4 separate regions of the Mus musculus genome follow, and regions 1, 2 and 3 are each linked to region 4. Evidence: chromatin contacts called from public Hi-C and HiChIP or PLAC-seq data. All regions are on one chromosome and are shown on one strand. The core of a region is the stretch at or near the end of the contact, and the rest is flanking DNA. Distances in the headings are between cores, read along the strand shown. Region 1 has its middle 94 kb from the start of Gm42291. Region 2 has its middle 12 kb from the start of Gm22150. Region 3 holds the start of Klf4 (Kruppel-like factor 4 (gut)). Region 4 has its middle 24 kb from the start of Gm34482.

Region 1 (2,923 bases), core at 200-2,699, 290 kb before region 4:
TATAAAGCAAAACATGAGGTCCTGCGTTTGATCCCCAGACCCCACATGGCCATGGTTGTTTCTTTGTAACCCCAGCAAAGGGGAAGCAGCAGTGATAGATTCCTGGGACTTGCTGGTCAGCCAGTTTACCTATCTGGTAAATTCCAGGTTATTGAGCTATCCTGTCTGAAAATACTGGTGGACAGCATTCTTGACAGACAGCACCAATGTGGTTCATGTCATGTTGATTGTGTTGTTGTTCTGTTTTAGATAAAGCTTGTCCAGATTGAATATTCCCAATCTGTTAATGTTTAGCTTACAATACAGGACTCAACAGAAGTGTTCTTCCAGGTGGGGACCAATGTGTGTCTATGTGTGGGCGTGCATGCTCCACGTGGAACATGGAGAAACAACAAGATTCATGTAGAGCACTGGAAGAAGCCAGGCCAATTTAAACACAGGTCATCCTGGTCTTTGCTACAAATCTTGATGGGACTCTGAAGTCCTTTTCCAGATCCTTAGAATCTTTTTTTTCTCTGTTTTTATTAGGTATTTTCCTTGTTTACATTTCCAATGCTATCCCAAAAGTCCCCCATACCAACCCCCCCCCAATTTTGGCCCTGGCGTTCCCCTGTACTGGGGCATATAAAGTTTGCAAGTCCAAAGGGCCTCTCTTTCCAGTGATGGCTGACTAGGCCATCTTTTGATACATATGCAGCTAGAGACAAAAGCTCCGGGGTACTGGTTAGTTCATAATGTTGTTCCACCTATAGGGTTGCAGTTCCCTTTAGCTCCTTGGGTACTTTCTCTAGCTCCTCCATTGGGGGCCGTGTGACCCATCCAATAGCTGACCGTGAGCATCCACTTCTGAACTTAGAATCTTAATAAACAGGCTTGGAGAAGTGTTGAGAACAGGGAACCTGATGTGAGCTTAGCATTAGCATGTTCTGATAAAGCTACTGGAACAAAGTCAGGGCTGCTGGATGCCTTAGGGACTAGAGTCTATGACGACATGGGGCAACCACTAGGTGGGGCTGTGGCCGAGGGGACTCCAGGGTTTCTTTTATGTGGGTTCCAGTTTCTATTTCCTTATTCTCACTCTCTCCTTTTCTGTTCTTCTCTCTCCCTTGCTGCTTATCCTGTAGCTGTCTTAGCTGAAGAAGCCTGGGTTAGCCACCTCCTTGTGCACTGATCTCTACAGCTTGCTATAGCAGGGACCTGGGGCCTCAGCCTTCTCCTGTAGGCTGGGACACTGGGTGGAATGCTCAACTCTACTCTCCCCTGCAGTTTGTTTTGTTTTGTTGTTTTGTTTCGATTCGTTTCTTTTCTCTTCCAACATTCTCAGCTCCAGTCTTCAATCTGAAGATGGATAAATAAACAAATCGAAACTGAAATTGAACATTGGCCCCAAAGTGAGGACATCTGGGAGGCTTTTAGGGAAATGTACGTGCTTGCTGGGTTTCCGGTTACATATTTTATGTTGCCTGGTAACAGAGCTCACAGTTCACTTTCTGGCTTTCTTCTCCCCCATCCCCTGTTTATAGTGTAATTACTGCCGTGACTTCATAATCCCCCAGTGAACAGCTGTCAGGGGGGCCCAACTGCTGAATAAACAGGGCTATACAAGCTCTCCTCCACTGGCTGGTTTACTAAATAGATCAATATTTGGTTTGTAGGCAAAGAGATTAGGAGGTGGAAGTGTCTTTTGAAAAAGTCTGCTGGCTTCCCAGGGCCTCCCAGCACACCTGAGAATGTGGGAAAGAAAAACCAAGTTCATGGAGGGAAAAAAAAAAGGCCCATCCAAGCCTTTCACCTGCTGGAGACTTCCCAAGGAGCACTGTGTCTTTAGGAGGGCATCCTCTTCAGGAGGCATCTTAGGCTCTTAATTCTAAGTCCTAGAGAATTCTATTTTCTTCTTCCTCTACCTCCCTACCTCTCTTTCTGTCCTGGCCCGATCACATCCTCTTTAATCTTTCTAAATGGATATTATAGCCTCAGGGACTCCAAGAAGATTCAAGGATAAACAGGAGCTAAGCCCCTGAAATGCCAGGCTCCCTCCAATGCCATCTTCTCCGCACAAAAGCCCTGGTTAGAAATGCCATCAAGAGAGCAGCCTCTGAGGGTTCTTTGTCAAACTCAAGGTTTGTGTGACCCTCTGGGAAAGGGTTCTCTTGACCTTGATTTTTTTTTATGTGTAAGGAAAGGGCTGAAGGGCAGGGGGGCCCTGCCTGAAGTTTCTGGAGCCTTACAATCTAAACCTCTAGGCTGGCTGGCTCTAGGACCTGGGGCAAGTCCTTTGTGGATTTGTGCTCACACAGTCTGGGTCTAAAGGCTTCTTCCAGGTAGGAGTGAAGCAATGTCTAACTGAACAGAAGAGAGTTTACTGCAAAGGCCCAAAAGAGACTGGGAACTCCACAGAGTTGTCCTACCTTCCATGTGGAAAGGGGAGAGTTAACCTATTACTGTGATCATCAAAGGAGACAAAGGATGAATGGAATTTGCCTAGATTATGGTCTCTTTAAAACTAGCATTGTTTAATTTCTCCTGAAGCTAAAACCACAGTGAAGAAAGGCTTGGTTAAAAAATGGGACAGAAAGAGGAGATGCAGAGCTCCTTTTCTGTGTACAACTCCAGTAGATCCAACTTCACAAAGACAAAGGCACTGCACTAATTCAACTTGAGACTTAGCTATTCAGTGTCCTGGTGTTTCATCGTATTGTCTAGATACATTATGTCCCTATGTTGCAAATAATTGATGTTCAGAGGTCATCAAGACTGTTGTTGAGGGTCGGGCCATCTTTCAGATAAATATGTGCCCCCCCTCCTCCGATCTAGTTGTAAAATTTTTTGTGTTCCTTCTTCACCACAGAAGTGACTGATGACTGATGCACAACACATGGAAAGAGAAACGTCGACCCGATGGGTTGCTCCAGATTAATGACCT
Region 2 (3,074 bases), core at 465-2,964, 450 kb after region 4:
TTCCTCCAGACCAACCCTTATCACCAAGCAAGTTACAAAAGCGTTCTCCTTCTTTCGGAGCTCTCAGGAATGTGAACTATAGAAGCTGTGGATTCAGAATGGCCTCTGCCTTTAAGGGGTACTGCCAGAGCCAAACATGCTCACAGGACATGAGTGGGCTTTTTTTTTTTTTTCAGTCTGTGGTCCACAGGAGGCCCCAAAACACATTACAAGAAATGGCTCTTCCTTCACCCCCACCCCACCTTCCCAATCAAGCCCCTCCCAGACCACCTCCTTTGATCTGTATATTTGAAATCTCCCTTCTGCTGATCCTAGGCCTGTTTTTAATTCTTCCTTTGCTCTCCTTCTTCCTTTCTTCTTTCTGTGTTAGGAATTGAACTCAGGCCCTCGGGCGTGCTAGATATGTGCTCTCTTCACAGCCTAGCCCTTTTTTCTGAGAGATGCGCTTATATAGCCAAGGCTAACCTTGGACAGGATATATGTCTAGGGATATCCTTGAAATACTGAACCTCCTGGCGTCACCTCACCTATGCTGAGGAAAGAGATAAGCCACCCTCAGCTTGGACTGAACTTCACATCCTCTTTTATAACTGGAGTCTTTCAAGATAAATACTTTATCAAGATAAATCTGGCCTAACAGCTTTGGACTCCTCTCCCCCAAATCCATGATTTTTTTTTTTCGAGACGGGGTTTCTCTGTATAGCCCTGACTGTCCTGGAACTCACTCTGTAGACCAGGCTGGCCTCGAACTCAGAGATCTGCCTGCCTCTGCCTCCCAAGTGCTGGGATTAAAGGCGTGTGCCACCACTGCCCGGCGATTTTTTTTTTTCCTGTCACAAAATCAAAAGTGAGCTTGCTCACAGAACCATTTTGTGGATTTCTACCTATCATATCCTGTGTTCCCTGGTTAGCTGGTCTGGGTCGTTGTGTTAGGGCTGTTTAAGGTAAGCTTGCTTGCAAAAGTGTGATCGAAGCTTTAGGGACATCACAGAAAGGTGGGTATGATAGCCCACCCACATAGCCCTCTCTTGCTGAAGGGTGGCTAAGGGAGAGTGAACCAGCCTGGCCCATTAGTCCCCTGGGAAGCAGCCAATTGCAGGTCCCTCTAGACTCTGGCACTTCTCTGTAATCCTGCAACTCCACACACGTTTAGGGAATGCTACTGCAAGGCACAGAGGTGTGGGCAGGGCAGAGGCAAGGCGCCATTGTGTACCTACTTCAGCTGGCGGAGCCTTGTTTTTGCTGTCATGACAATATTGCATCATGGAATGGGAAAGGCCCTTCCCTGATCTAAGCCATTATTATGTGGGTCCTATTCTGGCCACAGACACCACGTGGGTAGTCAGGCCTCCGCTGTTATTTCAGCCTCAGGGGTGAAAACATCCGAACAGTGGAATCTTTTTTGTTCCTGGCTCCAGTCTCGGAATGTACAGACTTCGGATTCACGGACTTCTCCACGAATCATCATCACCCCAAATAGAGGGCTCCCAAAGCACCTCTATTTTTTCTGCGTCTGGCTCACAGCTGGGATTCTCCCCCGCCCCCCTCCCCCCCATCCTATCAGTTGTTCAAGAAAACTATGGGAATCCAGGCGACCGCTGACAGCACAGCACAGACGGATTGAGTGATGGTGAAAGGAAGGTAGTGGTGGGAGCAAAGCCCCCAGGACTCCAGGAGAAAGTCCACAGAGGCATCTGAGCCAGCATGGCCCGTCCCGCCTGCGCCCCTCGTGGTGCTCGCTGGAACTGCAGGCTGGTATCATGGGTGACTGTGATGTGGCTCTGTCGCTGGCTTTGATGGGGCCGAGCGGGCCTCTTCAGAGGAATGCAGACCTGTCTGCACCCGAAAACCAAAACCGTGTCCAAGGGGCGGGGCTGAACGGCTGGAAGAGAGGCCTCACCTCACCTGGGCGGACGCCGCTTCTGGAATGAGACCTGGCCGAGTGGGCGCGGGAGGTGGCTCCAGGCCCGGGGCCAGCACGCAGCTTTCCCACGTGTGCACAAGCGGGCCTCCTCAGAACAGGTCCTGGGAAGCGACCAAGAGGCCTCTGAGGACGCCAGCATGTGGCTTTCCCGTCTGTGTGCCTCGACCCTCATGAGGGCAGAGAGCCCTAATAGGATTTGAAGGTCCAGACCTGAGAGGTTTCGATTCTAGAACCCTTTCTCCCAAACTCTGGCAATCACACCCACTCTGGTCTCATATTACTAGCCAATAGGCATCCATGATTAATGAGGACTTGACATGTGCTTCTAATCTGTACTATATGTTGGAGATATAACATGGGTGAGGGGGGAGTGTGATTGTTTGTTTGCTTTTGGTAGCAGGTATATGGAACTAGGGGCTCACGCGTGGTAGGCAAGCACTCTACCAGTAGGCTATATCCCCGGTTTTTTTTCTTAATTAGATATATTAAGACATGGTCTCATTATGTTGCCCAGATTGGCTTTGAACTCATCCTCCTGTCTCTGTTTCCCTAATACAAAAAAAAGAGGGAGAGAGATTAGAGACTATTCAGCAAAGCTCAATTTTATTAGTATTTTTGTTTGTTTCCTGTATTAAGAAAACACAAGTTAATTTTACTCATTTCCCTTTTTTCTTTTTACAGTGTACACTCTGAATGTTGAAAATGGCACCCGGATTTCTATAGAAAGCCTTAGAGTTCTCCGTTCTCTCAAAAAGCATGTTATTGGCCCCAGAGCCTTTGAACTTAATCTTCTATCTACAATGCTTTCAGTTCAGCAGTCTTCTCTTCTTCCTTGCTATTCAAATCACAAAGTTCACATACCCAGCTCCTTCCCTCTTTCCTCGTACCATCCATCCGGTTAAGGCAGGCTTGGCAGGTGGCAACCCTCTCTGTGTTCCTCCCCCAGTTTTACACTATAAACCCCCTGAGAGCAAGATTTTAAGGTTCCTGTTGGCTGAGCTCCCCTTGGTCCCCATGGGAAACATTTGTTGAATGGATACAGAAAGGCTCCTCCTAGGAGTGACTGCGTCAAACACAATCTACCACGAAGCCAAGACGTATGGTCTGGACACTACAGTTGTGGGTTGTGGGAGTGGAGAGGACATGAACA
Region 3 (3,007 bases), core at 228-2,727, 400 kb after region 4:
AAGGATTCCGGGACTCAAACAGGTGAAACGACAGAGGACGTGGCACCGACGCCCCGAGAGGAGCGAGTGCACACGCTGCCTATGCTGGAGCATCGACCCCCTTTCCCGAGTGCCTTTCTTCAGTCCCCGCCCTCAGCTGTCTCCGCCAGGGTTCAACCATGAGGGCGGCGGAGCCCAACTCTGCTCCCCAATCCAAAATAAACACCTAGCCTTAAAAAAAAAAAAAAAGTAAACCTAGTTTAGCGAGTTATACTGAACACCACACTCACGGTTTTTGTTTTGTTTTAAGTACTTGGTAGAGATGAGGGCGAAAACCTTTCCCGGCTGGAAAATTACTGAGGGTAGTGGGGAATGGGAAAAGGAGTAATAAGACTAAAACAAAGACTGCCTTTTCCCCTCCCGGTAGGCAAGGGCCTGAGGTGCCACTTTGGAGCACTAGGGTCCCATTGCAGCGCTCCTCTTCCCAGCGCAGGATCACCTCCCAGTGAAGTCCCTTTGAGTGGGTTGGCTAGCTCAGAACCTAAGTTGATGGGAGCGAGTTGTCCTATGACCTTTACCTCGCCGCTTCACCTCTTTATGACTCACTTCTCATCTTCAAAATGAAGAGTGCGAGTGCGTAGCTTGTAAAGAGCTTTGAGATCCCTGGTGAAAGGTATCTCCGCGCCTCGGTCCCTCTCCGCGTTCCCACTCCCCCACCCCCAATGTAAATCTGGAACGCCTTCCTTGTTCCTTCCATTATCAAGATGACTACGTGCCCAATCCCGGCCGCTCTCTTTCATAGCAGGCGCGGAACCCCTTCTCCTAGCTTCTGAGATTCCTAGCGCCCCCCCCCAATCACCCGGCCCTCACCCCCACCCTACGGGAGGCCCCACTGGCACCCGCGCCAGGCCAGGCCCTGCGCCGACACGGCCCGGCGTCTGCGTGCGTATGCGAGAGAGGGCGGGCTGGATGAGTCACGCGGATAATCGCGCTCTCGAGTGCGCAGACGACAGGACAAGCGCGTACGCGAGCAGGGGTAGGGGCGCGCCGCCTCTTCCCCCCCACACACACACACCCCCAACCTCCTGTCCCCCGCCAGGGTTCCCGTGGCAGGACTTTCGAGCCCAGGGAACCGACCGTGGCCGCCCAGAGGACCCCGAGTAGCGCGGCCACGGGAGCCACGCCGTACTCCCAGCGCCGGAGCCGCCGTCGCCGCCACCGCCGCCGGCGTCAGCACGGCTCCAGCCCGCCAGCTGCCTGGCTGGCGTCACGGCCTGGCCCCGCCCCGCCCGCGCCCCTCCCTCGCCCCCGCCCCCACGTGCGCGGAGTTTGTTTATTTAGCTACCATGGCAACGCGCAGTGGGGGCTGCGGGAAGGCGGGGAGAAGAAAGGCAGGGGGCGGGGCCTGGCGGCGGAGCCCCGCGCGCCGCCACAGGGAGGAGGCGGGGAGCAAGCGAGCGAGAAGTTATAAGTAAGAAGCGCGCGGCGGCCGCCGGCAGTTCCCCGGCCAAGAGAGCGAGCGCGGCTCCGGGCGCGCGGGGAGCAGAGGCGGTGGCGGGCGGCGGCGGCACCCGGAGCCGCCGAGTGCCCCTCCCCGCCCCTCCAGCCCCCCACCCAGCAACCCGCCCGTGACCCGCGCCCATGGCCGCGCGCACCCGGCACAGTCCCCAGGACTCCGCACCCCGCGCCACCGCCCAGCTCGCAGTTCCGCGCCACCGCGGCCATTCTCACCTGGCGGCGCCGCCCGCCCACCGCCCGGACCACAGCCCCCGCGCCGCCGACAGCCACAGTGGCCGCGACAACGGTGGGGGACACTGCTGAGTCCAAGAGCGTGCAGCCTGGCCATCGGACCTACTTATCTGCCTTGCTGATTGTCTATTTTTATAAGAGTTTACAACTTTTCTAAGAATTTTTGTATACAAAGGAACTTTTTTAAAGACATCGCCGGTTTATATTGAATCCAAAGAAGAAGGATCTCGGGCAATCTGGGGGTTTTGGTTTGAGGTTTTGTTTCTAAAGTTTTTAATCTTCGTTGACTTTGGGGCTCAGGTACCCCTCTCTCTTCTTCGGACTCCGGAGGACCTTCTGGGCCCCCACATTAATGAGGTAGGTGAGATGTTGGACTTGGGAACAGAAAGGGGTGAGGATTGGAGGGAAGCTTCGGAGCAGTGGCCAGGGTGTCCCCTGACTCCTGGTCCCTGTGCGCCCCGCCCGGCCCGCAGGCAGCCACCTGGCGAGTCTGACATGGCTGTCAGCGACGCTCTGCTCCCGTCCTTCTCCACGTTCGCGTCCGGCCCGGCGGGAAGGGAGAAGACACTGCGTCCAGCAGGTGCCCCGACTAACGTGAGTGTCGCGCTAGTGCCCTGTAGATTTCTGCAGATGGGGTGGGGTGTATGGGCGGAATCCGGGGGTCACCAAGAGTCCTTGGTTAGGACAAGGATTGCCCTCCATTGGAACTCTACAGCCTTCCGAGGTGGCTCCTCGGCCCTTGAGTCGGCCTTAAGTGCGTGTGGTCCCGGCACTGCGGTACCGCCAGGGGCGCACAGCGGTTCCCCACTAGTCTTCGGGCGTCCGGACCGTGGGGTGGGCGCACTCAGTCCACTATATTTTAGGTGGACAAGTCTCGAGACCCTTTGGGCCGGAGTGATCGTAGCGCGTGGGCGACCCGGTGGCTATGGTGCATGGGGAGAAAGCCACCGTGTCCCAGTGTCCCAATTCCGTGGGCGGCTGGAGCGTCCCGCGGATCTGGCGGGGAAGAGGACTGGGCTGGTGGAGCGACGGCACTAGCTTGCAGGAGAACGAACGCGCCACCTCTTACCTTGGTGTTAGCTGAGATTGCAGTGTGGCCCCTGGAGTCCCCGAGGCTGCCTTCCTGTTCTGTCCAGTTCCTATAGCAGGGTGTTGGTGTGCTTCACCCAACAAGTCAATATTAGGGGTGGCAACAGGGTGCTACAATTAACAGTTTCTCTCTCCCTCCCTGTTCTTGCAGCGTTGGCGTGAGGAACTCTCTCACATGAAGCGACTTCCC
Region 4 (3,066 bases), core at 178-2,677:
AACGAGAATACAACATCTTCTCCTAATGAACCCTGGGTCAGATTTGTGTTGTAAGATAAAGGTGTATGCTGCAGGGTACTCAGGTCATTTTGTATATGTGTTAAAGGCTATGTAAAGTTTGATAGTGGCCACATCCAGCAGAAAAATGGAGGGGGGGGCGCGGCTGTGGAATCATTGTGAGTAGTGATGGTCTGTGTCTGAGTTTGTGGATTCTACTTATTTGCCTCTATATTTTTGTGCAGTTTCTTTACAATGCAGTGCTTGAATCTGACCTTTCTGAGGAGTGAGTCTTTGGAATGGTCTTTAAGTGACTAAATTTCAAGCTGCTCTACTTTACCTTCAGAGGCTCTGACGGACTTCAAAACCTGCATGAGGACACACCGAGCCACATCATGAATGTACATAAATACCTGAATATACACATGAATATGTAATTTAAGAATCACAATGAAGTTTTCAAAGCATTCTGAAATACATTGTGGTCTTTTCCTCTCTCATGCTTTTTCAGTTGTGCTACGTTTCCCTGGGACATGGTACAGTCTTTCACTCCTGATCAGGCTTTTCCTAAGTCTGGTGCCTCCAGCCAGTACCTTGGAGAAGCAGGACTCTCCCCTCTACTCCTCCTGAACTTTGTCTTATTACAATGTTTTCACATCTGAGCTTAATCATCTTTTGATGACTTAGCTTTCCACACCAACGCTGAGTTTATAGAAGATCTAGAACATACTTAATTTATCTCAGCAACCATGGTCCATCACAACACCTGAATCACTGAAGATATCAATATATATCAAATTATATATATGAATGAATGACTCAGTGATTGAATGATTGAGGAAGTGAATTATGGCTGTAATGCCAGGCCCAGTCTTAGTATGGTCACAACCAAAATGCGGCAGGACTTTTATAAATATATATATAAAGCATCAATCTGTAAAGCATTAAAACTTCCAAGAAGAAAGCGCTTCCTGAAGCAGGTGCACTGGCTTATATGACACAGTGATTCCAGAGTGGCTAATAGATCAGGTAATTTGTCCACTTTCCTGGAGTAAAGGCTTAGGCTGGGGCTCACATTAGCTCAGAGCCCTGTGCATGATGCTGCATGCCTCCTTCAATGCAGTTCAATTAAGCTTAATATCCTATGACTCAAGGGTTTGCACACCAAGGCTTGGCACTTAATATTGTAATTACCTCTTTTGATTAGAACTGCCTTTCATAAGCAAATCAAGGCAGTGGTTTGACAAGCTTGAGGAATTGCTTAGGGAGCTCACTCTACAAGTTCCACGGGGGAATTATAATCACGGTAATTATCGTCCAAGCGAGATTCCAGTTCTCCATGTACGGGATGTACTGGGAGGTAAGTGCATAAGAGTCACGCATTGCGTCCTCCCCCCTCCCCCCTCCCCCGCTCGGGGTAAGCTGCAGAACTGTAAACAAGGAACAAGCTTGAAGCAAGCTCAGTGCAGTCCACAGGCTGAGTTGCTTGTAGTGAGACAGGGCTCAGACTGTTCAGTACATTGAAAGCAATTACTTGGCCACACTGCGGTTGTGGGTTTTGTTTCTCCTCCTCTCCACTGAAACTGGACACATAGCTGGTAAAAACCCACTCACCAATTCGGTGCTAATGGTTGGAACTCTGTGGACAATGAGATGCGAATCCACACTCCGCTCTTTGCGAGGTAAAGATAATGTTGCCCTGATTATAGAAACTAAAATCATCAAGAATCCGGGTGGGTAATGATGCGGGACAGGATTTGGCTCCGAGTTTTTAGGGTCTCAGTCAGTGTGCAGATAAAATGGCCCCTGAAGGATGAATACAGACTCTGTTGGTGATGCTCTGAGCGTGCTGGGCTGATTTTTACAAAACAGATGTCTCAAGGAGACTGAAAGCCTTTTCTAAGCCGCAAGAGAGTCTTGTTACACAGAAGTATTCAGCCTACGGATGAGCAAGCTGCCTTTCTGGACCCATGGCCACGCGCTGGTTGCCCTGGGAGGCTGGAACAAGTCTCTCATATTAAAACACACCATCTGCCTACAGTGCTCCAAGGAGACTCTAAGAAATAGTTACTAGTTCTCTTTTTCTTGGAGAATTTTTTTTTATGTTGGGGGCCCCTTACTCTCTGGAAACATTATCTCTCATGTCAAAAGTCCATACTAGTTGTTCCCCACTGCACACACTCCACAGTCATCGCCCCTCACCCTGGACTTTTTCTCTCCATCATCCACAGCCCAAAGATTCTTTTAAAAATTAACAAAAACAGAAGGGAAAAAAATGCCACAAGACCAAGATTACTAGCAGATGTTCCGGCGATGCTGGAGAGTGGAAAAGGCACTGGAGACTGGAATTCCCTCCTCAGCCCCTTTGGAAAGCAGCACAGAGCTAGTGATGGTCTCGAGGACACACCTCAATGCACTTCCTCACGGTTTCATTCTTTCAAGAAATATCCTCTGAATAAGAAAAGATGCCAAGCCTGCAGCTGAGCTCCTCCGCCACAAAGGGAATAAGAAACATTTACTGAGAGCTTGTTATGTGCAAGACACTACTCTAAACCTCCCAGGTTAGAGTGTACTAACCCAGTTTCCATAACAACTCATGTTTATCCTCAAATGGGAAAACAGTGACAGGGAGTGATGATAAAATTGTTGGTCCAAACAGCAATATGAACTAACCAGTACCCCCAGAGCTCGTGTCTCTAGCTGCATATGTAGCAGAGGATGGCCTAGTTGGCCATCATTGGGAAGAGAGGCCCCTCAGTCTAGCAAACCTTATATGCCCGAGTACAGGAGAATGCCAGGGCCAAAAAGCGGGAGTGGATGAGTAGGGGAACATGGCAGGGGGGAGGATATAGGGGGAGGATAGAATTTGAAATTTGAAATGTATATAAAGAAAATATCCAATTAAAAAAATGTGAAAAAAATTGATGGTCCAAAATCACACAGGTGGGAGAAAGAGAGTTCAGAACTGGAGCCTCAGTAGTCGGATTCTTTAGCCTAAGCCACAAGTCAACAAGCTTTTCCTGTAAAGGGCAAGATAAGAAATGATTTAGACTTCATGAGCCAAATGGT

Evidence for each region. Hi-C and Micro-C count contacts between places; a contact is called where the count stands out from the background. HiChIP or PLAC-seq counts read pairs in DNA pulled down with a chosen protein or histone mark.
Region 1: a contact with region 4 is called in a Hi-C map of epidermal suprabasal cells, with 4 times the contacts expected there. The contact joins two enhancer-like sites. A contact is called at or near these places in 2 of 15 datasets of contacts at CTCF or cohesin (large pre-B cells and pro-B cells), 4 of 484 Hi-C or Micro-C datasets (bone marrow-derived macrophages, cortical neurons, epidermal suprabasal cells and 1 more) and 3 of 115 datasets of contacts at active chromatin or transcription factors (bone marrow-derived macrophages, large pre-B cells and pancreatic cancer cells).
Region 2: a contact with region 4 is called in a Hi-C map of epidermal suprabasal cells, with 4 times the contacts expected there. The contact joins two enhancer-like sites. A contact is called at or near these places in 1 of 484 Hi-C or Micro-C datasets (epidermal suprabasal cells) and 1 of 115 datasets of contacts at active chromatin or transcription factors (embryonic stem cells).
Region 3: an H3K4me3 HiChIP or PLAC-seq map of craniofacial prominence shows a contact between it and region 4, with 6 times the contacts expected there. The contact joins the promoter of Klf4 here to the enhancer-like site in region 4. A contact is called at or near these places in 6 of 39 promoter capture datasets (the C10 cell line, embryonic stem cells, maxillary cranial neural crest and 2 more), 8 of 484 Hi-C or Micro-C datasets (the HL-1 cell line, bone marrow-derived macrophages, cerebral cortex and 4 more), 12 of 115 datasets of contacts at active chromatin or transcription factors (astrocytes, bone marrow-derived macrophages, cardiomyocytes and 9 more) and 2 of 9 other capture datasets (embryonic stem cells and pancreatic islet).

What each region holds. Positions count from the first base shown.
Region 1 is chr4:56,220,742-56,223,664 of GRCm38.p6, reverse strand. No RefSeq gene overlaps it. Among named protein-coding and RNA genes, the nearest start is that of Gm42291, 94 kb to the left of the region's middle. Within about 2 kb of position 1,449, at least 165 of the 459 cell types and tissues checked have an H3K27ac peak or open chromatin away from gene starts, as enhancers often do. A contact at or near this core is called in epidermal suprabasal cells, where this site is marked.
Region 2 is chr4:55,479,306-55,482,379 of GRCm38.p6, reverse strand. No RefSeq gene overlaps it. Among named protein-coding and RNA genes, the nearest start is that of Gm22150, 12 kb to the right of the region's middle. Within about 2 kb of position 1,714, at least 93 of the 459 cell types and tissues checked have an H3K27ac peak or open chromatin away from gene starts, as enhancers often do. A contact at or near this core is called in epidermal suprabasal cells, where this site is marked.
Region 3 is chr4:55,530,945-55,533,951 of GRCm38.p6, reverse strand. It overlaps Klf4 (Kruppel-like factor 4 (gut)), which reads left to right and starts at 1,477. Exons shown (of 5, transcript NM_010637.3): 1 at 1,477-2,085; 2 at 2,202-2,322; 3 at 2,969-3,007. The coding sequence starts at 2,081. Gm12506 (a long non-coding RNA gene) reads right to left here and starts at 1,242. Exons shown (of 5, transcript XR_390585.4): 1 at 1-1,242.
Region 4 is chr4:55,927,647-55,930,712 of GRCm38.p6, reverse strand. No RefSeq gene overlaps it. Among named protein-coding and RNA genes, the nearest start is that of Gm34482, 24 kb to the left of the region's middle. Within about 2 kb of position 1,427, at least 62 of the 459 cell types and tissues checked have an H3K27ac peak or open chromatin away from gene starts, as enhancers often do. A contact at or near this core is called in astrocytes, cerebral cortex, craniofacial prominence and 6 more, where this site is marked.